Linked DNA regions of Mus musculus: regions 1, 2, 4, 5, 6 and 7 are each linked to region 3. Evidence: chromatin contacts called from public HiCAR-type and promoter capture Hi-C data. All regions are on one chromosome and are shown on one strand. Each heading gives the region's core, a stretch centred on a gene start, on an enhancer-like site or on the middle of the called end of the contact. The rest is flanking DNA. Distances are from core to core; before and after follow the strand shown. Region 1 has its middle 85 kb from the start of Zfp947. Region 2 holds the start of Paqr4 (progestin and adipoQ receptor family member IV). Region 3 holds the start of Zfp945 (zinc finger protein 945). Region 4 holds the start of Zfp13 (zinc finger protein 13). Region 5 holds the start of Zfp947 (zinc finger protein 947). Region 6 holds the start of Zfp994 (zinc finger protein 994). Region 7 holds the start of Zfp995 (zinc finger protein 995).

What was found. Promoter capture Hi-C pulls out the DNA fragments that hold promoters and counts their contacts. HiCAR-type assays count read pairs that join an accessible place to other places. Capture Hi-C pulls out chosen DNA fragments and counts their contacts.
Region 1: a promoter capture Hi-C map of liver shows a contact between it and region 3, with 4 times the contacts expected there. The contact joins the enhancer-like site here to the promoter of Zfp945 in region 3. A contact is called at or near these places in 3 of 39 promoter capture datasets (the 3T3-L1 cell line, hippocampal neurons and liver), 2 of 115 datasets of contacts at active chromatin or transcription factors (astrocytes and embryonic stem cells) and 1 of 9 other capture datasets (adipose tissue).
Region 2: a promoter capture Hi-C map of cranial neural crest shows a contact between it and region 3. The contact joins the promoter of Paqr4 here to the promoter of Zfp945 in region 3. A contact is called at or near these places in 3 of 39 promoter capture datasets (cranial neural crest, liver and stem cell-derived epiblast-like cells).
Region 4: a promoter capture Hi-C map of cranial neural crest shows a contact between it and region 3. The contact joins the promoter of Zfp13 here to the promoter of Zfp945 in region 3. A contact is called at or near these places in 11 of 39 promoter capture datasets (the 3T3-L1 cell line, 3T3-L1-derived adipocytes, the HPC-7 cell line and 6 more) and 6 of 115 datasets of contacts at active chromatin or transcription factors (the 230-238 cell line, the NIH/3T3 cell line, astrocytes and 3 more).
Region 5: a contact with region 3 is called in a promoter capture Hi-C map of hippocampal neurons, with 4 times the contacts expected there. The contact joins the promoter of Zfp947 here to the promoter of Zfp945 in region 3. A contact is called at or near these places in 5 of 39 promoter capture datasets (the 3T3-L1 cell line, the C10 cell line, embryonic stem cells and 2 more) and 1 of 115 datasets of contacts at active chromatin or transcription factors (embryonic stem cells).
Region 6: a promoter capture Hi-C map of adipose tissue shows a contact between it and region 3. The contact joins the promoter of Zfp994 here to the promoter of Zfp945 in region 3. A contact is called at or near these places in 1 of 39 promoter capture datasets (hippocampal neurons), 1 of 115 datasets of contacts at active chromatin or transcription factors (astrocytes) and 1 of 9 other capture datasets (adipose tissue).
Region 7: a HiCAR-type map of astrocytes shows a contact between it and region 3, with 5 times the contacts expected there. The contact joins the promoter of Zfp995 here to the promoter of Zfp945 in region 3. A contact is called at or near these places in 2 of 39 promoter capture datasets (hippocampal neurons and liver), 1 of 115 datasets of contacts at active chromatin or transcription factors (astrocytes) and 1 of 9 other capture datasets (adipose tissue).

What each region holds. Positions count from the first base shown.
Region 1 is chr17:22,079,405-22,082,760 of GRCm38.p6, reverse strand. No RefSeq gene overlaps it. Among named protein-coding and RNA genes, the nearest start is that of Zfp947, 85 kb to the left of the region's middle. Within about 2 kb of position 1,485, at least 148 of the 459 cell types and tissues checked have an H3K27ac peak or open chromatin away from gene starts, as enhancers often do. A contact at or near this core is called in embryonic stem cells, hippocampal neurons and liver, where this site is marked.
Region 2 is chr17:23,739,004-23,742,138 of GRCm38.p6, reverse strand. Paqr4 (progestin and adipoQ receptor family member IV) reads left to right here and starts at 1,809. Exons shown (of 3, transcript NM_023824.3): 1 at 1,809-2,279. The coding sequence starts at 2,114. Kremen2 (kringle containing transmembrane protein 2) reads left to right here. Exons shown (of 10, transcript NM_028416.2): 10 at 168-940. The coding sequence ends at 378.
Region 3 is chr17:22,865,799-22,868,921 of GRCm38.p6, reverse strand. Zfp945 (zinc finger protein 945) reads left to right here and starts at 1,788. Exons shown (of 5, transcript NM_001110254.1): 1 at 1,788-1,941.
Region 4 is chr17:23,584,621-23,587,792 of GRCm38.p6, reverse strand. It overlaps Zfp13 (zinc finger protein 13), which reads left to right and starts at 1,541. Exons shown (of 6, transcript NM_001356268.1): 1 at 1,541-1,832; 2 at 2,219-2,355. The coding sequence starts at 2,299.
Region 5 is chr17:22,164,113-22,167,252 of GRCm38.p6, reverse strand. It overlaps Zfp947 (zinc finger protein 947), which reads left to right and starts at 1,276. Exons shown (of 5, transcript NM_177596.3): 1 at 1,276-1,434.
Region 6 is chr17:22,223,614-22,227,113 of GRCm38.p6, reverse strand. It overlaps Zfp994 (zinc finger protein 994), which reads left to right and starts at 1,500. Exons shown (of 5, transcript NM_001205095.1): 1 at 1,500-1,575; 2 at 3,020-3,103.
Region 7 is chr17:21,908,655-21,911,955 of GRCm38.p6, reverse strand. It overlaps Zfp995 (zinc finger protein 995), which reads left to right and starts at 2,030. Exons shown (of 5, transcript NM_001256493.1): 1 at 2,030-2,402.

The sequences.
Region 1 (3,356 bases), core at 236-2,735, 790 kb after region 3:
ATGTTGGATTAAGGGTTCTGTTTTAATTCTGTCCTACCCAGCAACCTCTTCCATGTTTTTCATATGCAAAGTGCATTGAAACCAAACACATTGAGTGAAATTCTCACTGTCACACTCACTCCAGTGTGTGTGGGACCTAGGCAGCTCCATGGTTCTGAACAGAGGAGGACGTGGTCATGTGTCTCATAGATTTGTGAAAAGTCCCAACAGTGCCACATAGTACCTCTGGGCAAGACCCTCTCTTAATCACCTTTCCCATCCCTTGTTACATTTTCATCCTATTCATCCCACTCATGTTTCATGTATGTTTTGAAGCAGGTTTTGTATTGGTAGCAAGGCTGTCATGTATCCATAATTACAACTGTGCTGGTATATGACAGTATGGATTTCCATAACCCTTCCTCCAGCTTTTACCACCTTTCACCCCCCCCCCCCCACACACACACATCATTCATTATACTCAGTAGTCTCTCAAATGACAATTTTTTGTTGCAAACTATGTTTGTATGATTTATTAGGCTTTCAAGCAGCACCAGGCTATGGTGTAAGTAGAATCATTTCAAGGCAATTCCAGTATATATATATAATCAGGGATAGGTTCTGTCTTGGGCCTGTGATCTTTCCAGTCATTACCTTTTGGCTGGTTTCTAATACCAGCTATGCATTTCCTTTGTGGCTGACCTCAGACCAAACCAGAAAGTCTTCTCTTACTTAAAAGTTGTCTTGGGACTGTTGTGCTGGTGAGCCTACTTTGCTGGACATGTTTGTTTTGCAGCACTAGCTAGCATTCAGTATCTGAGGACAATAGCTCATGAGTTGTTTGCCCAGTAGCTTACAAGGCCCTGTTAGCAATTTGAATTCTACACCACAATGAGTGGTCTGCTGATTTCTCAGCATATTCTCCAGCAATGTATAAAACCAAGTGATATTTTCTTGTAGTTTTATATAGCTTATTAAGAGTATTATCAGAATGGAGCTTTCTTGTGAAATGTTTATAGTTTTTGAATTGAATAATCATGTTTCCCAAATTATGTAATTTGGGAAAAACTGCATCCTTGTTTTCTCTTCTTCTTCTTCTTTTTTTTTTTTTTTTTTTTTTTTTTTTTTTTGGCATATGAAGAGCAATTTTATTGGCGGGGACATTCACAGACACATTTAAGCATCGTTTGCATACGCATTCATGAATACATACGTATATATGAACGGGGAGGGACTACAGGGATGGCGGTTCCATCTTCGCGGTCACATGCGACCCTCCTCTCTCCCAAAGGCGGCCTTTTCAAGGCCTTCTCCTTGCACCTTGGGGTGTCCGTCCGGCGGGGCGGGGTTGGTGGGGGTCGCAGAGACACCTTGACCACCGCATCCACATCTGTGTGCGTGCGTGCATGCGTTGGCGGCTGTGACCTCGCTCCGTGGCTGTGGGCGGTGGCAGTGACCTCACTCTGCGGCTGCGGTGAACGGTCACAGTTCTGCAGCGGGGAACACCGGCGGGCCTCAAGTCACGCGGCGGCGGCGGGGGGAACCGGGGACCCCGGAAACAGCTGCGGGCCGAGGAAGCCCCGTCTGTGCGCGGCAGAGCCTGTCATGGCAGCAGAGCCCGCCCGCTTCTCCCGTGCAGGGCCCGGGAAGGCTGCGTACGCGGCGGTAGAGGCACAAGGAGGCAGAGGGACCTCAGCAGGGCCATGTGCGGGCGGCGGAGGCCGGGTCCCCCCGCAGGGGAGACGGCGGCGAACCGGGAAAGTCCGCGGAGCTGTGAGCACATCCCTTGTTTTCTTTTTTGGTTCATGGAAAATGTTCTAAGTGTTACTTGCTCTTTGTAAGCACTCATACACTGTTATGAGTTAGTGTGAAGCTATTGCACGTCCTTTTCTTTCTTCTGAATACAGTGGAATGATGGAGACTGTGTTCAAATTATGTAACGATTAGTTAGAATGTTGACTATATCTTGATTATGCTGAGGTATATTCCTTCTGTTCTCATATTCTTCAGTGCTTTCATAGTGAACCCGTGTGACATTTTGCCCCAGACGTTTTATGGATGTGTTGACAGGGTGGTGTGTCTTCCCTCACTGGTTTACATATTTTGTGCTTTGAATTATTTGTGTTGTGGATCTTGAAACAGTCTTACATTGTTGGTATGAAATCAACTCGTTCCCTTTCTGTATCCATTAAAGAGAATCTGCTTGTTAATGTAAATCCTTGCAACTACTCTATAACTTTTTCCTTTGTAATTTGTTTTTGTTCATCTGTTTTTTTAAGTCAAGGTAAAGTCAGCTTTGTGTGATGACTGTCTTAACACCCTCTTTCTTTCATTATTCTGCATATTCTGGAATATCCCCTGTTTAAGATTATTACAGGGTTTCTAAAAGAATTGGAGATTTCATTGCTGAGTCTGTGTAGTCCGCAGACATTGTTAGTGGAGATACTGTGTCAGGACTTGCTCATTGCCTGACCTAGTTTTATGACATAAACGTTGATAGTCACTTTTTTTTCTAGAAAAATCGTCCTTTTCCGCTTTGATTCTCATTAATTTTGTATGACTTTCCACAGCATGCCATCCATCTACTATTTCCCATTGTCACACTAAACTACTTGGGCAGTGGCATAGAAAGAGACCATCCAAGTGGCTGTTAAATGTCTGGAGAAGTATTTGATATGAGAGAAACGTAGGGTCAATATAATACATAAAAAGAGTTACATATATGCTACTATCAACACAACTTTGTGTAGTAATACTATGTCAACATTCAGAATGAGTTCTTATTTTTAGACATATATAATTTGTATGCCTGTGTGTGAATGTATATATGTATAAGTATATATAAGAGGAGACCCATGTCACACATTTTTACTTTCATGTGGAATTACAAGGGTTATCATCATAGGGGAAATCTGTAGCAGCCAGGAACTGTTTCATTTTACAATGGCACTATCATAATGGGTATTATTGCACTGAAAATTATGTTTTCCCGTGGAGCCATGAAGATTAAATAACATATGGAATAAAATATACTCAGGCAAAAGATGATATAGAATGAGTTCTTTATAAATCTGTGTGTACTGTGGAAATGATTCACTTTATCTTCATGCATATCCTCTTATGAGTAGCAGCCCTCAGAGAGTTTCTGTCATACCTACATCTTGATGATTCTGTCTTGACATTGCCTAGAACAGTTCTCAACCTGAGAGTCATGATGCCTTGGGGCATAGACTCTTTCACAGGAGTCACCTAAGGCTACCATAAATGATCTATTTCTGATTGCCTTGGAACTGATATACTCCTTTTATATCAATCTACAGATAGGCCTACCCCATGTACATACATTAATTCATGAGTTCCTTGTACTGTATTAAAAG
Region 2 (3,135 bases), core at 560-3,059, 870 kb before region 3:
TGCCTCGGGTGTGGGGTCTCCGGTGGGAAGCCTGGGCTGGGGGACGAAGCTAGGAAGGCCCTGGGTTCTTGAGTGGGCGAGGCCGTGGGAGAATTGGTTTGCAGGCAGAGCAGGATGTTAGAGGCAGGGCTGGGTATGGGTCCAGCTGACGTCTGCTCCCTCCCTAGGAGCTGTCTGCTGGCTCCAGGAAAAGGGTCTCTGGCCATGGGACCTTCCCGGGGCCCCGGGAGAAGCTGGGCTGTGTGGTACCGCCGGCCCCGAGGGGTGGCCCTGCCCTGTCCCCCAGGGGACTCTCAGGCTGAGGGTCCTGCTGCGGGCTACCGTCCCCTGAGTGCCTCCAGCCAGAGCTCCTTGCGCTCGCTCGTCTCTGCTCTCTGACCCCAGACGTACGTGAGTCCATCACCACTTCTGCCAGCGAGATGGACACCCGAGATATTATGCAGCACCCTACCTCGACCTTGTGCCCCTTTAAAAGCAGCTCGGTCTCTGATCATCTCGGGAAGACCAGAAGATCGGACAGGAAGCATCCAGTGCTATTTGGGAACTTGGCCTGACCCTTGGGGTCCAGATGACTGAAGCCAAAGGACAAAGGGAATCCAACACCCTAATTCATGGACCTTGATGTGATGGGTGGTGTTTGGTTTCAGGGTTCTTTGCGCCTCTTTTGGGGATGGTCCTGGACTGCTGCCCTCGATGAAAGGTTAGGGGCCAACAAAAGTGATCTAAAGCCGGGCGTGGTGGCGCATGCCTTTAGTCCCAGCACTCGGGAGGCAGAGGCAGGAGGATTTCTGGCCAGCCTGGTCTACAAAGTGAGTTCCAGGACAGCCAAGGCTATACAGAGAAACCCTGTCTCAAAAAACAAAACAAAACAAAAACAAAAACAAAACAAAAGTGATCTAAAGACTCAGTATAGACTTAAAATAAAAGGCCTATTTTGGTAGAGGCTTTAGCAAGTTCTTTGCGCGAGGAAGAACCTGTCGATAAGGGTGTGGGCAGGGGGGCTGCAGGTGGGATGCTGGGTGTCCACACTGTGAGCTTTCTTATGAGAGGATGTGGAAGTTGGTCTTGGGTAGTTTTATGAGGAAGAAGCGCCTTCCTTGTCCCTGCCAGAGTAGAAGAGAACCGACCTTGCTTCCCTGGTCTCCTGCCTTTGCCCGTTCCTTGCCTGTACTGGGCAGGGCTAAGGGTGTGCTTTGTGGGCGATAAAAGGGAGTGAATTGGGTGGAACCCAAGCTCGAAGCAGCCTGGCCGGAAGGGCTGGGCCTCGCTAAGGGTTCCAGGTGCACCACACATCTTAGACGCTTGGGTTCCCCGCCAATGGAAATATGCCTCCAAAGTGGGTAAGCGCCTGCGCTGCTCAGGACTCTTCTGGGGGGTGTGGGGGGTGGTGGTGGGGCGCTTAGCCAGCAGCACCTTGGACAGAGTCTGACTGTGGGTTTAGAGCTGGGTAGCCGGGTTATGTGCTTGAGGTAGGTGCCCAAAGGTGCGGCAACCTGAAGGTCATTAAGAAAGCTGGGGTGTGATAATGTTGGTAGACCCAAGGTGCTAGGCCACTCCAGTGGAGGAGCCCGACACAGAAACTCGCGTCGCAAGCCAACAGCCACTCCACGCAAAGAAGGCTGGAACCGCATATGTTAAAAAGAGAAGGCATGGGCGGTCTCGGGGCGGAGCATCTCCGTCCGCAGAGCCCATTGGTCCCTGCAACAAGAACGTCAGGAATCCAGCGCGCGAAACACAGGCAGGGTGGCGGGGGCGAGGAGCCGGGGTGGAGCCTGCTGTCCCCTCCGGCGTCCGGCCGCGCCCGTCCTCCGGGCTGCGGCGAGACGCCTGGCTGCCGTTGCGGCCAACCGGAGCTCTCCCTCCGCCGCTCTGCTACGGTGGAGCTGAATGCACTGAGCTCCGACCTGGGGTTGCCAGCTTTCTCTCCCTTGCGGGGGCGTCGAACTCGCGCGTGCGCAGCGCGTGAGGGAAGGGGGCCGGGACCTCCTTGCTGACCCGGGCAGGGCCACCGGATAGCCGGAGGTGAATCGGGATGAGCTTCCCAGCGCTGCAGCTCCACTGAGAAGGAAGCCCAGGCGCAGAGGGTCGCCGGTCGGCCGCAGTGCGTGAGGCCATGGCATTCCTGACCGGGCCTCGTCTCCTGGACTGGGCTAGCTCGCCGCCGCACCTGCAGTTCAATAAGTTCGTATTAACCGGCTACCGGCCGGCCAGCAGCGGCTCGGGCTGTCTGCGCAGCCTTTTCTACCTACACAACGAGCTGGGCAACATCTACACACACGGTAGGTGAGCCGCGCCCCGATTCACGCTTCTTGCACTCGCGGCCGCCTTGCCTGTGAGCACAGCAGCCCCCCAAGCTCAAGTCCTGGACTGTCCCTGCTCTGGTTGGGTCAGGCGCCGCGGTGACAAAGCTGCCATTGTCCCAAGCTTCGTTGCCAGCTCCTGCTTTCCCAGTAGTGCCCCAAAGCAGGACAGGGGAGCAGAGTGAGAGCCAGCTTAATCCGGCTGAGCTCTAGGGGTAAGAATCCTGGTATCCCCTTGATAATCCTGCGCCTTGGGCACCCTCCCCCTCCAGCGCTCATCCTGGAGATGGGCGTTCACTGGCTAGGAGGAATTGGAGAGAAGACTGCCCCTGCCTGACCCAAGCCCTTCCTCGCGATAGCCTTGAGTCCCCACGACCATAGCAGTACCGTGGGGCTCCGCTTTCCCCCACCCCGCCCCCCAACACACTTCTTGCGGGCCCCTAGAGCTCTGCTGACACAGCCCTGGCCTGTCCTTGAGCCGCCCCAGCTGGGAGAGGGAACTAGAGCCAGCTAGGTTTAGACTTGGGCTTTTCTCTAGAGGAAGAGCGCTATTGTCTAGTCAGACCCCCACCAAGAGTGGGGCTGATGCCTGCATTTGTCCTCTATTAAGGCAATGCCAACTGGTTGTGGGGAAGGGAGGAATGTCCAAGAAAGGCCAGCACTGGAAAGAACAGAGCTGAAAGCGCCCCAGTGGAGACAGGATAGGCTTCTTCCAGTCCTTTCCCCTCATTCTGGCCTTTCCTGGCTTTCTTTATGGAAAACAAAAAGACCCAAAGCCTCCATCTGCCTGGACATTTGACAATGTTAAGTAACCCTGAGGCTGGTATGTCCCTCC
Region 3 (3,123 bases), core at 539-3,038:
TTGAAAGGTGCCCATGGGCTCAGAACCCTGAGACTTCAGGACAGACCTTTAGCTCTAGGTTTGTGTTTCTGAGCTCCCACCTACTTGCAGAGCTAGGATGCCTTTTAACCTGTTATGATCATGACAGCAGAGTTTGAACCTCAAAACACACCAGAGAAATATGGTCCTCATTATAATCATGAAAAGTCTATTTCTTAGCTAGACTCTGTAAAGAGACTAGGATAATTCTAGAGTATCTTTTCCCCAGCCTATGCAGGCACATATAGGTGTACACAGAGAATTATAGAGAACAATCAGGAAAACATCTACAAACAAATTGTCCTTTTGGTAGTTTAAAAAAAATATCTGGGAGGATGCTAAACGGGCTATTTCTCTCTTCCTTCCTTCCTTCCTTCCTTCCTTCCTTCCTTCCTTCCTTCCTTCTTTCCTTCCTTCCTTCCTTTCCTTAAAGGACAAAAATTCCGTATGAAAATTCAGTGATAATGCAGAAAGATGAGGCTGTCAAATATGCAGAAAATAAGCAATGTATATGGGCACAATCATAAACAAGTCAGTTACATCATGCCATCTATAGCTCTGGGAATATTAAGGAAGAGGAAGGAGAAAGAAGTAAGGAGAAAAGATGAGATGGCCATAACATGTCATTCTCCAGATTCCATACAACTATTGTAGTCAGTGACTCAGAGCACCTGTATTTACCTGCACTGACCTCACTCAAGACTAACCCTAGCTACAATCAGTCTCCAAAGAGGAGAGGGTCACAGGACCCCACCCTGACTGTGGCAATAAGTCAGTTTTAGGAGAAGGGGAAATCACTGTGCTTAGTTGTGTCTCATCTGCTGAGACCAGCAGGTTCCAAAACATAGTTCCAAAACCAGTGTCTCACAGATGATCCTGATTAATCATGATGGGTCACAAAACAAAATGAATCGAAATGAATATGAGAAAGAGAGAGAGAGAGAGAGTGAGAGAGAGAGAGAGAGAGAAGGAGATTAGTTGGAAGTATGGGCCAGAATTGTAGGGAGTGGGGAATTACAGTGTGCACTACTTATTAAATTCAGTTTGCATATTCTATATTGTCACTACTTCCTTCAGGCATTTGCTATTGTTTTGTTGCCCACAACCATTTTGTTCCTATTTTGAGTTTATTAACATACTTTACAAACTTTGACCTTCTTGAACATGACTCTGGTTTTCAGTTCTGTATATTGGATATTTAAGCTCCTTTCCTTAGGGGATACAGATATGATTAGTGTTTAGAGGCAACAACGTTCAATTTTTGTTTTATTTTGTTTTGGGAAAAGGATCTGAGTGAGCATCAGAATTTACTCCTCTGTGTGTGTGTGTGTGTGTGTGTGTGTGTGTGTGCTGGTATTCCAAGGAGGGGAAGTTAGAATAACATATCTGATGGGATCAGAACCCATGTTGGAGGTCAGATACTGGGTGCATCATCCTATTTGATCCAATTCTGGTCAAGCCTGGCAACAAGTATAGGGGATGATGAGAGCAAAGAGCAAGTCCAGGTCTGGCAGCTGGAGCTGTGTGGCAGGCTGCCCAAAACTGAGTGGGAGGAGCTGTTCCTGATGGGTGGACACCCCTGTCTGAGCAGATGATTTAGGGGGGTGGGGGTGGGGCAAAACAAAACCAGCTGGGAAGTAAAGTAAATTAAAGTAAAACAGGCCTATAGTAAGCGGGTTTAAAGGAATCGCATAACCGGAAGTGGGCTATGTTGGGCGGGTACAGGAGGAGCTTCTCTAAGAAAACAAGCGTGAGTGACAGGAAATTCCACCTTTCCCTGAAGAACTCAGGGAGCCGCACGGTCTGGAAGTGGGGTTGGAAGAACCCGGCCGTGTATTAGGGTACCCGAAAACTTCCTTAAGACTCAGGTGCCTCTGGGAGCATTTTGGAAGCGTCAGCAGCCCGGCAGCGGGAACCTCCCAGGTCAGAGGGGCTGGGGGGCTGGGAAAAGGGTGGGAGCGGAGAAGCAGGGGTGTGTTTTCCTCCGCGGCTCTTAAGGACGCCGCTTTCATAATTCTGCCATGGTTATCTTAGCGTTGTCGGGAAGTTTGAGATCCTATGAACTGGGGGTTTATCGTGATGTTTTCGTTTATCTTATGGTTGCCAGAATATTTTCCGAAAATAATCTCGTAGAGCATTTGCAGAATCTGCAGTTCGCACGCAGAGCTCTCTTTGCTCCAGCAGTTACAAAGCTCCTCGAATTCAAATTCACTCATGCTTTCTTAACACCCCTGTTCCACCATTTCCTATTCAAGAGAGTGGCCATTGGCCCGGAGAATGGGCATCCTCGGAGAGTTTTGCAGATATTAGTCATCTGAAGAACCAGTTGAGATTTGATTGAGTCAGAAAATATACATGACTAAGCACCATAGTTAGAGCTGTGAACTTTAAATATTACTGGGCAAAGCTTTACTCCCCGTTTTGCTTTGGTTTTGGTTTTGGTTTCCATCTTAGATGTGCACACTCTGTGATGTAAATACTGCAGTCAGAAATGTGTCTTTATATGTTGAGTTACAACTGAAAACTGAGGACGTGACTGCTCTAAGGTATGGTTGAGGAGAAAATTTATTGTAAGTTATGTTAATCCTGAGATTTGCCTGAGACAAATCAGTACCACCATTTGGGCAAGTATTATTAAATATTAAATACTGACCAAGCTATGGACTTTGGCCTCATGCTACAGGAGTTTATAAAGACAAACCTGCATACATTCCCATGAGAGTTTGTTACTTTTCCAAGAACTACAACTCCCAGCATTTTAGGAAGTTATTTGGTTCTTGGGTAGGTAGTGCTTACATGTTAATTTTGGGCTTCACAGTATGAGAGAACAGAGGTATCTGGAAGGGTCCAAACTTAACCTGGCCGTGACTTGGGGGGTTGAAAGGGGGAGTTAGGGAATAGGAGGCTCCCAAGAGAGGAAACAGGTGCCAAGGAAACAGTTATCCAAAGATGTCCACTATGATATATTAATAGGCACCTCAGTTAGCCATTTTTCCTAAGCTCCTTTGATATCTAACAAGGCCAGACCAGCATGCATGCTGTGGAAGGGCAATGTCAAGCCACCTTATTGTTATAGATAGAAAACTCACTCTAAATTAAATAAAA
Region 4 (3,172 bases), core at 292-2,791, 720 kb before region 3:
ATTAGCATACCTTGGAGCATTGAGTTTACTACTCTTTCATGAACTTGTGCAGGGAACTAGGGTTGCTCCTTTTTGTTGTTAAATTTTAAAGACAATTTCTTGCCACGTAGCCCTAGTTTCTGTGAATTATGTAGCCCTCTCTGCCTGGCTTCACTTTTTGTACTCCTCTGCCTCAGCCTCCTGATCACTTCTGAGATTATAGGATCAAACCACTGTTCAGCCACTAGTATTTGCCTTTTGGAATGAAAGATCCAGTCTCAAAAGACTCGATGAGTGATGAGCTGTAGCCAGCAGGCACAGGATGAATTCCTGCAGACCATTCCGCCCCAGGAAGTGTTCTCAGGCTAAGACTCCACCCCTCTCCTAACACTGCTATGACCTGTTCTGGATGGAATGAGAAGCACAGTCACTTTCTTCCCCCTTAGAGCCTTAGTTCCCCAGGTCTGAAGGTAGCATCAGGATCTTGGACAACTGAATCAGCCCCTATTTAAAAGTTATTATATTTTGTTGTATATATGTCTGTGTGGCATGTGGGTGCAAGACACTTGGAATTCAGAAGAGGGTGTCAGATCTGCTAGGAATACCACCACGTGGGTGCTAGAGATTGAACATAAGTCTTCTGGAAGAGCAGCCAATGCTCTAAACCTCTGAGCCATCACTCCACCCCTCCACCCCACTCTCTGTCTTTTAAAAACCATAGTATCTTCAGATCTCTGAGAGTTAGAGGACAGCATGGTCTATATAGTGAGTTCCAGGGAAGCTAGGGCTACATAGCGGAGACAACAAATCCATGATATCTTATCTAGTTCTTCAGAGTTCTGTACAATGTAGTTGAACTATACTCATCCCCCATACCTCCCCCTCTCTCAAATTCACCCTGGGTCAGTCTCCATACGCCTCTATTATCGAGCCTAAATGATTCTTTTAAAATCCAATTCCTCTCCCATCTTGTAGACAGGTAGGCATCAGGGTGGGCTACAGAGAGTCTCATCCTGTTTCCTAAGTGCACTCAGGGATGGAGCACTCTGCCAGTTTGGGAGGGTCCAAAGTGCTCCAGAGGAGTAAAAGACCTTCTGATGTGTGGGTGTGGTGTGCGAGAGAGAATGGCTCTGCTCCTTCCATTCAGCGCAATAATGCTGCTCCGTTATGATGACTACAGTGCTGTCTTTGAGTCACAAAACACCAGAAATTATGTTTTGTTTTTGAGACAGTTTCTCTGTGCTGTCTTGGAACTCGCCCTGTAGCCGAGGCTGGCCTCGAACTCAAGGATTCAAGGATCTGCCTACCTCTGCCACTCGAGTGCTGGGATTAAAGGCATGTGCCACAAGGCTCAGAGCATCTTCCGTTTTTTCTGTTTCGTGTTTATAGATACCGTTGGGTATAGTAAGCGTTGAGAGCCAGCACTGACACTTTCTCCCAAGCCAAAAGCAGGTGCAGCAGAGGCAAGGGACCCCAGGACCGGAACCCTCAAATCTGGGAACTCTGTAAAGCTACAGCTGAGTTGGGGAATGGGATCTGGAAGGAACTTCCTGTTGTCCCTAATCCCAGCCTCCACCGGGCTTCTCCATCCGTTCTGTTCTGGCTGCAGACACTGGTTTCACTCTAGGGAGGGGGTCTCCATTCCCACCTTCACCCCCGGGTCTCCTTTGTTTCCTCCTTGTGTGAAGGGGATGCTAGGGAAGGCACATGGAAATCGGCTCGTGCAGTCAGCTTGCAGAAGGGGGCAGGGTCAAAGGTGGAATGCTGGCAAGCGATAATGAAGGGGCTGGACCCAGGATTGGGAAGATGAGGACACGTACCACCCAGACCACGACCACGATGATCGTTCCCAGGTGGGAAGCTGCAGCTTTGAGAGAACGGCTGACGGTGGCAGCTAATTTGTGGGTTTCAGGCGAAGCTCTGTGTCCGGCTGGGGCACACAGCAGGCATCAACGCACTGGCGCCTCCTTGGCAGGCTCTCCGCAGAAGTTTCTGCACCTCATTGACAAGAAGCCCTGATTCAGCCCTCACTTGCCATCACCTGGCTTCACTGAGATTTAGGGCTCTTGCTTCAGTGACAAAGGGGACAATACCATTCCTTTCCGAGAAACCAGAAAATATCATTCACCGCGGGGCACCGTAGGGGCTGGCAGACTTCGTATGCACTGTGGTCAGGCATGGGGAGTGCTGGACACTTTGGAAGTGTTCCTACGGTAGTGATTACTTTCCTCTTTTCCAGGTTCTTGGCTAAAACCTGGACGGGGCTCGACTAGCAAGGGAAAGAACCATTTGCTGTTTTTCCTGGCTCTGAAGTGGAAGATGTCTGCAGACAGTCAAAGCATCGCGGCTACTGAGAACGAGGAGAAATCCCATGAGGTATCCTGGGATCCTAGCTAGGGAGGGATGCCTTGAACTGTAGGAGAGGGTGTTTTCAAAACCTGTGTCTGGACAAAAGGAAGCATGAGAGTCACTGTGGGAGAAGAGGTGTAATCATGGAAAATAGCTTCCAACTGGTCTTTTCAGTGTAACTGGTTTTGTTCTGTCCAGTAAGGGGCATAGTGCCCACAGAACACAGGAAAGTCCTCTACTGCCCACTTTCTTTCTCTTGGGTTGCACCTCCTCATAGCTTACCTCTCTGTGTCCAAGTTCTAGTTCTGCCTGTTACTAGGTGTGTGCGTGCGTGTGTGTGTGTGTGTGTGTGTGTGTGTGTGTGTGTGTAATCGCCATCTTTGTGGGTCCAGGCTTGGACTCCCGGTCTTGGAGCTAGAGGATTCTGACTCAGCCTCAGGCCTGGTGTGTTACCTTGGGCAGCCCTGCTCTGTGGGAACTACTTGTGCTGTGTGTAAAGTTGACTCACTCCCACTTGTCTTACTAGGTCACTGGTAGGCTCGAAGGAGATAATGAGTGTGTGAGTCGTCTGTAAGCAGTTTGTGAGCCTGTAACTGATGACTCCTGTGGTCCATGAAGCGAGAACACCCAGAACTACCAGACCAAGTCAGCGGGACTGGGATCCTCCCACCTAGTTCTGTTGGTGTTATAACTATTAATAAATATACACTGGTACAAGTACTGCTGCTTTTATGGTGTAGACACTTAAAGAATTGTTACCAGTATCCAGTGTCCCTTCCTCTGATACCCAGTGAGCCTTGTGTATCTGCATTCTCTGCTGATGTCATACCCTGTCAGCTGCACA
Region 5 (3,140 bases), core at 27-2,526, 700 kb after region 3:
CAGGTTCTGTGTTATAGACCAGAGTGATAAAATGATGTGTCAGACACAAATGCCCTTTCCCTTGAGAATTCAAGTATTATTACGTCCATTTTCCTTACCGTTCTAACCCTGACCATGAATCCTGTCTGCATGGAATTTTAAGTACTATAAACTCACATCAGAAGGCATTTTATTTTTCCTGGCTATCAAAATTCTGTTGTAGTATCACTATATTTTTTCTTACATGAACTGGGGCTGATGCTGATGTTTTCATTCATGTTATGATTGTCAGACTATTTATAGGAAAATATTTGTGCAAACTATTTGCATTATCTATTTTCTTTGCTATTGTGGCCATTTCAAATCTCTTGGAGTTTAACTTTATCAGTGCTTTCCAACTGCCCTGTTGTACAGCTTTTGTTTCTACAGAGTGACCTTTGTCCCTGGAGCTCCCCAGAGAGCTTGCAGAGCACCCTCCCATCATTCTCTGTCCCATCCGTTTTTATCCACATTTTCATCTCAGTGGTCCCTCTTATACTTCATGTATGCTTTGATACATGCTTTGGAAGGAAGCCAAACTTTGTGAGTCATTTTTAGTATTGTGTGTTGGGGTGCAACATAAGAAATTGGAATTTATCTCTTAAACTCTTGTCTCCCTTGCCTCTACCTCCCTAGTGCCTCCCCCTGCCCTCCATTCCTTTCCACCCTCTCTCCAGGAGGGCATGGCCAGCCTCCACTTACCTACTCTCTCCTTCTGTCTTTCTCTGCCTCTACTACTCTCTTAACTCCCATCCCCATGCCTTAAATAAACTCTTTTGTATACTTGAAAGAAAGAAAGAAAGAAAGAAAGAAAGAAAGAAAGAAAGAAAGGAATTTAGGGTCTTGGTTATATTTTGCTGTGCGATTGTAGCCGAGGAGGCTAGTGTCCCAAGCTAAGAAGTTAGGCTGCCTGTTTATTATCTGAGGGTTTCAGAACTCACTCTCAGATGTCAGAGTGCAGCATCATTCAGAACCAGTTTTTCCTAGTCTGTCAGCAAGCAGCAGGGAGGTTGTGCAGAGCAGGTCCACAGGTGGAGCTGTGTGGCAGGAAGCTGATGACTGAGCGGGAGGGAATGGAACCCCCAGGGCAGGGATAAAGGCAAGAGCAGGACCTTGACCAGAACAGGAAAAAAGCAGTAGTAATTAAGGAGGGGAAAGCTCTTGCTCTCAAACTATTTTGGGAAACCACGTGACCATAACCACGGTTTATTGGGCGGGTCTAGGAGAGCAGCTCCTAAGATCCAGTCCTGGGTGACAGGAACTTCCACCGATTGTCTTTCTACCTTCCGGTTTCTGCATTCTAGCTCTCTCTGGACCCGGAAAAGTCTCCTCCGAAGCATTTTCTTGGCTGCGGACCTGGGAGAGTCAGCAGTTCAGCTGCCAGCACTGCAGCTCGGCGGCCCCGGAAGGTCCCAGGTCAGAGGAGCTGCGGGGCTGGGAAACGGGAGGGAGCAGAGCAGGGGGGAGTTTTCCGCAGCTGCTCTTAAGGACGCCACTCTCACAGTTCTGTTGTAGATGTCTCACCACTGATTAGAAGTTTGAGATCCTGTGACCTGGGATTTATCGTGATTCTTTAAAAATGTATTTTACAATTACTGGAATATTCAGTCATAAAATCACTGGTAAACCAGAACACCCTCCCCGCCCCAACCTAAGCTCCCTGGGACAAAACCACCAACCAAAGAGTAGACATGCAGGGACCCATGGCTCCAGCTGCACACTTAGCAGGAAATGGCCTTATTGGTCATCACTGGGAGGGGAGCCCCTTGGTCCTGTGCAGGCTCAATGACCCAGGGTAGGGGAATGCTAGGGCGCTGAGGTAGAAGTGGGTGGGTAGGTGGGGGAGCACACTCATAGAGGCAGGGGGAGGGGATAGTGGGTTTGTGGAAAGGGGATAACATTTGAAATGTAAAAAAAATAACCAATAAAAACATGAAGAAAAAAAAAACCTTGTAAAAGAGCGGTTGCATTATCTATTTCCTAATGAGCCAATTACAAAGATAGTGGAAAGTAAATTTGTTCTTGCTTTCTTGCCTTGTTTTACTAATTGCTTATTCAAGAGAATGCCTTTGGCCCGGTTAATAGGCATCCCCAGAGAGCTTTGTATATAATATTATATGAGGAATAGTGCAGATTTATTGAACCAAAAATTATACTTTATCGAGCCCTACTGTTATGGGTGTAAACACTAATATTTACTAAGCAAACTTTTTAGTGGCCATGAACTTTTTAATCAGAATTGTATGCAGTTTAGGATGTAAGTAAAACATTCAGAAATATGTCTTCATATGCTGAGTTCTTATGTTACTCCTTGGGTCCAAGCAAGCCCAATATTGCAGATCTTAGACCAGACTATTGATTAAAAATAAAGTTTTAGAAAACATCTTTTTACTGAAGGGGTCTGCAACCCTATAGGTAGAACAACAATATGAACTAACCAGTACCCACAGAGCTCATATCTCTAGCTGCATATGTAGCAGAAGATGGCCTAGTCGGCCATCACTGGGAAGAGAGGCCTCTTGGTATTGCAAACTTTATATGCCCCAATACAGGGGAATGCCAGGGCCAAGAAGCCGGAATGGGTGGGTAGGGGAGCAGGGCAGAGGGAGGGTATAGGGAACTTTCGGGATATCATTTGAAATGTAGATAAAGAAAATATCTAATAAGAAAGAAAGAAAGAAAGAAAGAAAGAAAGAAAGAAAGAAAGAAAGAAAGAAAGAAAACAAGAACTGGATTTTTCATAAGAAAAGGGAATTCATTAGCTCAGATTTGGGGAGAAAAATGTTAAAACAGCATGGCACTATAATGTGCACTGTTATAATATGCACTCTAGCAAATGGCACCATTGCAAGGGTCATGTGAATTAAAGAGAGCTCATGTGAAAAGACAGAACTCTAAGGATGGGGATATCACAATCAGATACTCAGAAAGCTAGCACAGGCTACAATGAGAGCTGCATAGTTCTTTCTAATGGCCACTGATCAATGATATGTCATTAATTCTATGTCTTCAAAGTCTCAAGTCTCTTCGGGATGCATTTTCTAATACTTACTGAGTTTTTCAATTCATCCTCATTTCATCTTGAATTCCCTTCAATATTACTATCTTTTTAGTGAATTTAC
Region 6 (3,500 bases), core at 251-2,750, 640 kb after region 3:
AAACAATTGTAAGACTTCTATGATAAAAGGTTCAAGTTTTTGAAGACAGAAATTAAAGAATATACTAGACTGTGGAAAGATCTCCCATGCTTGTGGATGAGGAGGCTTCACATAGTAAAATTGGCCATCCTACCAACAGAAATCTATATATTCAATGCATTCCTTACCCAAGTACCAGATTCTGAGCTACAGACCAGAGTGATAAAATGAATGCCCTTTCCCGTGAGAATTCAAGTATTACCATGTCCATTTTCCTTACCATTCTGATCCCGAATCCATGAATCCCATCTGCATGGAATTTTAAGTAGTATAAACTCAGATCAGAAGGCATTTTATTTTTCCTGGCTATCAAAATTCTGTTGTACTATCACTGTATTTTTGCTTACAGGAACTGGGGCTGACGCTGGTGTTTTCATTCATGTTATGATTGTCAGACAATTTATAGGAAAATATTTGTGCAAACTATTTGCATTATCTATTTTCTTTGCTATTGTGGCCATGACAAATATCTTGGAGTTTAACTTTATCAGTGCTTTCCACTACCCTGTTATACAGCTTTTGTTTCTACAGAGTGACCTTTGTCCCTGGAGCTCCCCAGAGAGCTTGCAGAGCACCCTCCCATCATTCTCTGTCCCATCTGTCTTTATCCACATTTTCATCTCAGTGGTCCCTCTTATACTTCATGTATGCTTTGATACATGGTTTGGAAGGAAGCCAAACTTTGTGAGTCATTTTTAGTATTGTGTGTTGGGGTGCAACATAAGAAATTGGAATTTATCTCTTAAACTCTTGTCTCCCTTGCCTCTACCTCCCTAGTGCCTCTCCCTGCCCTCCATTCCTTTCCACCCTCTTTCCAGGAGGGCATGGCCAGCCTCCACTTACCTACTCTCTCCTTCTGTCTTTCTCTGCCTCTACTACTCTCTTAACTCCCATCCGCATGCCCTAAATAAACTCTATTCTATACTTTAAAAAAAAAAAGAAAAGGAATTTAACGCCTAGGTTATATTTTGCTGTGCGATTGTAGCCGAGGAGGCTAGCGTCCCAAGCTAAGAAGTTGGGCTGCCTATTTATTATCTGAGGGTTTCAGAACTACCTCTCAGATGTCAGAGTGCAGCATCATACAGAACCAGTTTTTCCTAGTCTGTCAGCAAGCAGCAGGGAGGTTGTGCAGAGCAGGTCCACAGGTGGAGCTGTGAGGCAGGAAGCCAATGACTGAGTGGGAGGGAATGGAATCCCCGGGGCAGGGATAAAGGCAAGACCAGGACATTGACCAGACAGGAAAAAAAGTATTAAAAATTAAGGTTGAGAAAGCGCTTGCTCACAAAGTGTTTGGGGGAACCACGTGACCCTAAGTATGGTTTATTGGGCGGGTCTAGGAGAACAGCTCCTAAGATCCAGGCCGGAGTGACAGGAACTTCCACCAATCAACTTTCTACCTTTCGGTTTCTGCGTCCTAGCTGTCTCTGGACCCGGAAAAGTCTCCTCAGAAGCATTTCCGTGGCGGAGGGCCTGGGGAGGCGGCAGTCGGCAGTGCAACTGTTGGCACAGCAGCCCGGCGGCCCCGAAAGGTCCCAGGTTAGAGGCGCTGCGGGGCTGGGAAACGGGAGGGAGCGGAGCAGCGGGGTGTTTTCCTCAGCTGCTCTTAAGGACGCCGCTCTCACAGTTCTGTCATTGGTTTCTTACCACTGACCGGAAGTTTCAGATCCTGTGACCTGGGATTTATCGTGATTCTTTAAAAATGTATTTTACAATTACTGGAATATTCAGTCATAAAATCACTGGTAAACCAGAACACCCTCCCCGCCCCAACCTAAGCTCCCTGGGACTAAACCACCAACCAAAGAGTAGACATGCAGGGACCCATGGCTCCAGCTGCACACTTAGCAGGAAATGGCCTTATTGGTCATCACTGGGAGGGGGAGCCCCTTGGTCCTGTAGAGGCTCAATGACCCAGGGTAGGGGAATGCTAGGGCGCTGAGGTAGAAGTGAGTGGGTAGGTGGGGGAGCACACTCATAGAGGCAGGGGGATAGTGGGTTTGTGGAGGAGAAACTTGGAAAGGGGATAATATTTGAAATGTAAAAAAAAAAAAAAAAAAAAAAAAAAAAAAAAAACCAATAAAAACACGAAGAAAAAAAAACTTGTTATAGAGCGGTTGCATTATCTATTTCCTAATATGACAATTACAAAGATAGTGGAAAGTAAATTTGTTCTTGCTTTCTTGCCTTGTTTTACTAATTGCTTGTTCAAGAGAATGCCTTTGGCCCGGTTAATAGGCATCCACAGAGAGCTTTGCATATAATATTATATGAGGAAACAGTGCCCATTTATTGAACCAAAAATATAGTTTATCGAGCCCTACTGTTATGGGTGTAAACACTAATATTTACTAAGCAGACTTTTTAGTGGCCATGAACTTTTTAATCAGAATTGTATGCAGTTTAGGATGTAAGTAAAACATTCAGAAATATGTCTTCATATGCTGAGTTCTTATGTTACTCCTTGGGTCCAGGCAAGCCCAATATTGCAGTCTCTTAAACCAGACTATAGATTAAAATAAAGTTTTAGAAAACATCTTTTGAATAATTATGATCACTTCCCTGTATCAGAAAATTGTCTCTTTGGTTGAAGGAAAGCACTTTGCCCTCACATAGGTGGCCAAGCTGTTGTTTTTTACTTTAGGGTTTGTTATCATTCAGTGCTGTGTCTGTGGACTTCTAGTAGGAGAAATGGGAATTCCTAGACCCTGCAGACAGGGCTTTTGGCAGAGATCTCTTTTGGACAGTGCAGCAGTCTGGTTTCTGTTAATGACAATAGTTTTCCTGAAGTCTCCCTAGCTCTTCCTCAGAGTTCAAGGGAGAATGACTGTTCATGTGTCTGAGCCTACATGCTTAGAGGAAAAGAGACATTTTTATTTCTGATATTTTCTCTCTCCTTCATGTTTATCCTTTTTTAGGCATCCTTTATTTTTGTTCCATGAAAAGTTCTGGGTGCTTTCTGAAGACTCTTTCCCTTGTGCAGGTATCACACTCATCAGGTAGTTCAGCTCACCTGTGAAACTGAGAACCCTGGATGGTGAAGAGAGGAAACTAGCAAAGGATCCAGGTATGTTAGAGAGAATGAAGAAGGGATGGGGAGGGGCTCAAGTCCCAGTACAAAGAGGACATGAGATTTGTTTTGCCAGATTCTATTTCATTCTAAATATTTCTAGATAATTGCAGTGAGAATAACATCAGAATATTCCCACTGTAATTTTTAGAAGACCTTTTATGGAAGAATTAATTCACAGAGGCACATGTAATTTAATTGGTTTGTATGTGAGGGATATTGTCCCCCTCCCATTCACATCCCTAATCATATCTTTTTACCAGTATTAAATATTTTCTTTGTTACAATTTTAATGTATTGTTTAGTCAGAACACTTGATGCCTGTTAGTTTTTTTTTCTGCTCATGGAGTTTTGGAGCATTGTGTAGTTCCTTTCAGTTGTTCTATCTTTTATG
Region 7 (3,301 bases), core at 781-3,280, 960 kb after region 3:
CTAGAGCAGTGTGACAACTGAAGGAGAATAAGAAGATACAATTTGGATGGCAAGGAAAGAATTAAAAATACCCTATTTATAATTGATATGATAGTATACATAAGTGACCCAAGAATTTCCACCAAGAAACTTCTATAACTCATAAACACTTTCCCCAAAGTAGCTAAATACAAAATTAATGCACAAAAATCAATAGTCTTCCATTATACAAATGACAAACTGAATAAAAGAAAAAATTCAGGAAAACGACACCTTTCACAATAGCCTCAAAAAATATAAAGTATGTTGGTGTTAACTCTATGCTGTTGAGGTTCTGTGTTTTGCTCATATTGTAATGCTAAATAGTGGCCCAAGGCCTGGTTGCCTCCTAGGGATCAGAGATTCTGCAGAGACTCAAGTGATGTTCTTTATCCTTACCCCCAAAGTGATCACTGATTGGTGAATAAAGATGCCTTCAGCTAATAGTTGGGCAGAAGAGAAATAGGCTTGGTGGGGAGGTGTGTCAGAGAAGAACCCTGGGGAGAAAGAAGGTGGAAGAAGAGGAAGCCACCATGAGCTAAGAGTCTTCGATAATGGCCATGTTGGCTGGCTAATTGGAGTTCAAAGCAACCAAAATAAAACATGGCAAAATATAGTGGGATTAATAGTTGGGAGATAGACATACTAATAGCATAGATGATATATACATTCCTAGTACTAGGGCTGATAAAGGCATATTATGAAGATTGTGTATGTCTTTTACCTTGAAAGTGAATAATCAAAACCTGGGTAGAAACAACAGTTGAGATTATATGTTTTCCACACCACATTGCAAGCAAGTATAAGACATCTATGATAAAAGAATCAAGTTTTTGAAGACAGAAATTAAAGAATATACTAGAATGTGGAAAGATCTCCCAAGCTTGTGGATGAGGAGGATTCACATAGTAAAACTGGCCATCCTACCAAAAGAAAAATATATATTCAATGCATTCCTTACCCAAATACCAGCTTCTGTGTTATAGACCAGAGTGATAAAATGATGTGTCAGACACAAATGCCCTTTCCCTTGAGAATTCAAGTATTATTACGTCCATTTTCCTTACCGTTCTGATTCTGACCACGATTCCCGTCTGCATGGAATTTTAAGTACTATAAACTCACGTCAGAAGGCATTTTATTTTTCCTGGCTATCAAAATTCTGTTGTGCTATCACTGTATTTTTGCTTACATGAACTGGGGCTGACGCTGATGTTTTCATTCATGTTATGGTTGTCAGACTATTTGTAGGAAAATATTTGTGCAAACTATTTGCATTATCTATTTTCTTTGCTATTGTGGCCATGACAAATCTCTTGGAGTTTAACTTTATCAGTGCTTTCCAACTGCCCTGTTGTACACCTTGTTGTTTCCACAGAGTGACCGTTGTCCCTGGAGCTCCCCAGAGAGCTTGCAGAGCACCCTCCCACCATTCTCTGTTCCATCTGTCTTTATCCACATTTTCATCTCAGTGGTCCCTCTTATACTTCATGTATGCTTTGATACATGCTTTGGAAGGAAGCCAAATTTTGGGACTCATTTTTAGTTTTGTGTGTTGGGGTGCAACATAGAAATTGGAATTTATCTCTTAAAGTCTTGTCTCTCTGGCCTCTTCCTCCCTTGTTCCTTCCTCTGCCCTCCATTCCTTTCCACCCTCTCTCCAGGAGGGCAAGGCCAGTCTCCACTTACCTACTCTCTCCTTCTCTCTGTCTTTCTTTGCCTCCATTACTCTCTTAAAGCCCCACCCCATGCCCTAAATAAACTCTACTCTACACAAAAAAAAAAAAAAAAAAAAAAGAATTTAGGGTCTAGGTTATATTTTGCTGTGCGATTGTAGCCTAGGAGGCTAGTGTCCAAAGGTAAGAAGTTAGGCTGCCTCTCTATTATCTGAGGGTTTCAGAACTCACTCTCAGATGTCAAGAGTTCAGCTTCCTATGGAACCAGTTTTTTTCTAGTCTGTCAGCAAGCAGTAGGGAGGTTGTGCAGAGCAGGTCCGCAGGTGGAGCTGTGTGGCAGGAAGCTGATGACTGAGCAGGAGGGAATGGAATCCCCGGGGCAGGGATAAAGGCAAGACCAGGACATTGACCAGAACAGGAAAAAAGCAGTAGTAATTAAGGAGGGGAAAGCTCTTGCTCTCAAACTGATTTGGGGGACCACGTGACCATAACCACGGTTTATTGGGCGGGTCTAGGAGAGCAGCTCCTAAGATCCAGGCCTGAGTGACAGGAACTTCCACCGATCGTCTTTCTACCTTCCGGTTTCCGCATCCTTGCCCTTTCTGGACCCGGAAAAGTCTCCACAGACGCGGTTTTGTGACTGTGGACCTGGGAGAGTCAGCAGCGCAGCGGCGGGCACCGCAGCCCGGCGGCCCCGGAAGGTCCCAGGTCAGAGGAGCTGCGGGGCTGGGAAACGGGAGGGAGCGGAGCAGGGGGATGTTTTCCGCAGCTGCTTTTATGGATGCCGCTCTCACAGTTCTGTTGTAGATATCTTACCACTGACCAGAAGTTTGAGATCCTGTGACCTGGGATTTATCGTGATTTTTTAAAATTTATCTTACAGTTACAGGAATATTCAGTCATAAAATCACTGTTAAACCAGAACACCCTACCCGCCCCAACCCAAGCTCCCTGGGACTAAACCACCAACCAAAGAGTAGACATGCAGGGACCCATGGCTCCAGATGCACTTGTAGCAGAGAATGGCCCTATTGGTCATCACTGGGAGGGGAGCCCCTTGGTCCTGTGCAGGCTCAATGACCCAGGGTAGGGGAATGCTAGGGCGATGAGGTAGAAGTGAGTGTGTAGGTGGGGCAGCACACTCTTAGAGGCAGGGGTAGGGGATAGTGGGTTTGTGGAGGAGAAACTGAGAAAGGGGATAACATTTGAAATGTAAAAATATACCCAATAAAAAAATGGAAAAAAAAAACTTGTAAAAGGGCAGTTGCACCATCTATTTCCTAATGTGCCAATTACAAAGATAGTGGAAAGTGAATTTGTTCTTGCTTTCTTGCTTTGTTTTACTAATTGCTTATTCAAGAGAATGCCTTTGGCCCGGTTAATAGGCATCCCCAGAGAGCTTTGTATATACTATTATATGAGGAACCAGTGCAGATTTATTGAACCAAAAAATATACTTTATCGAGCCCTACTGTTATGGGTGTAAACACTAATATTTACTAAGCAGACATTTTAGTGGCCATGAACTTTTTAATCAGAGTTGTATGCAGTTTAGGATGTAAGTAAAACATTCAGAACTATGTCTTCATATGCTGAGTTCTTATGTT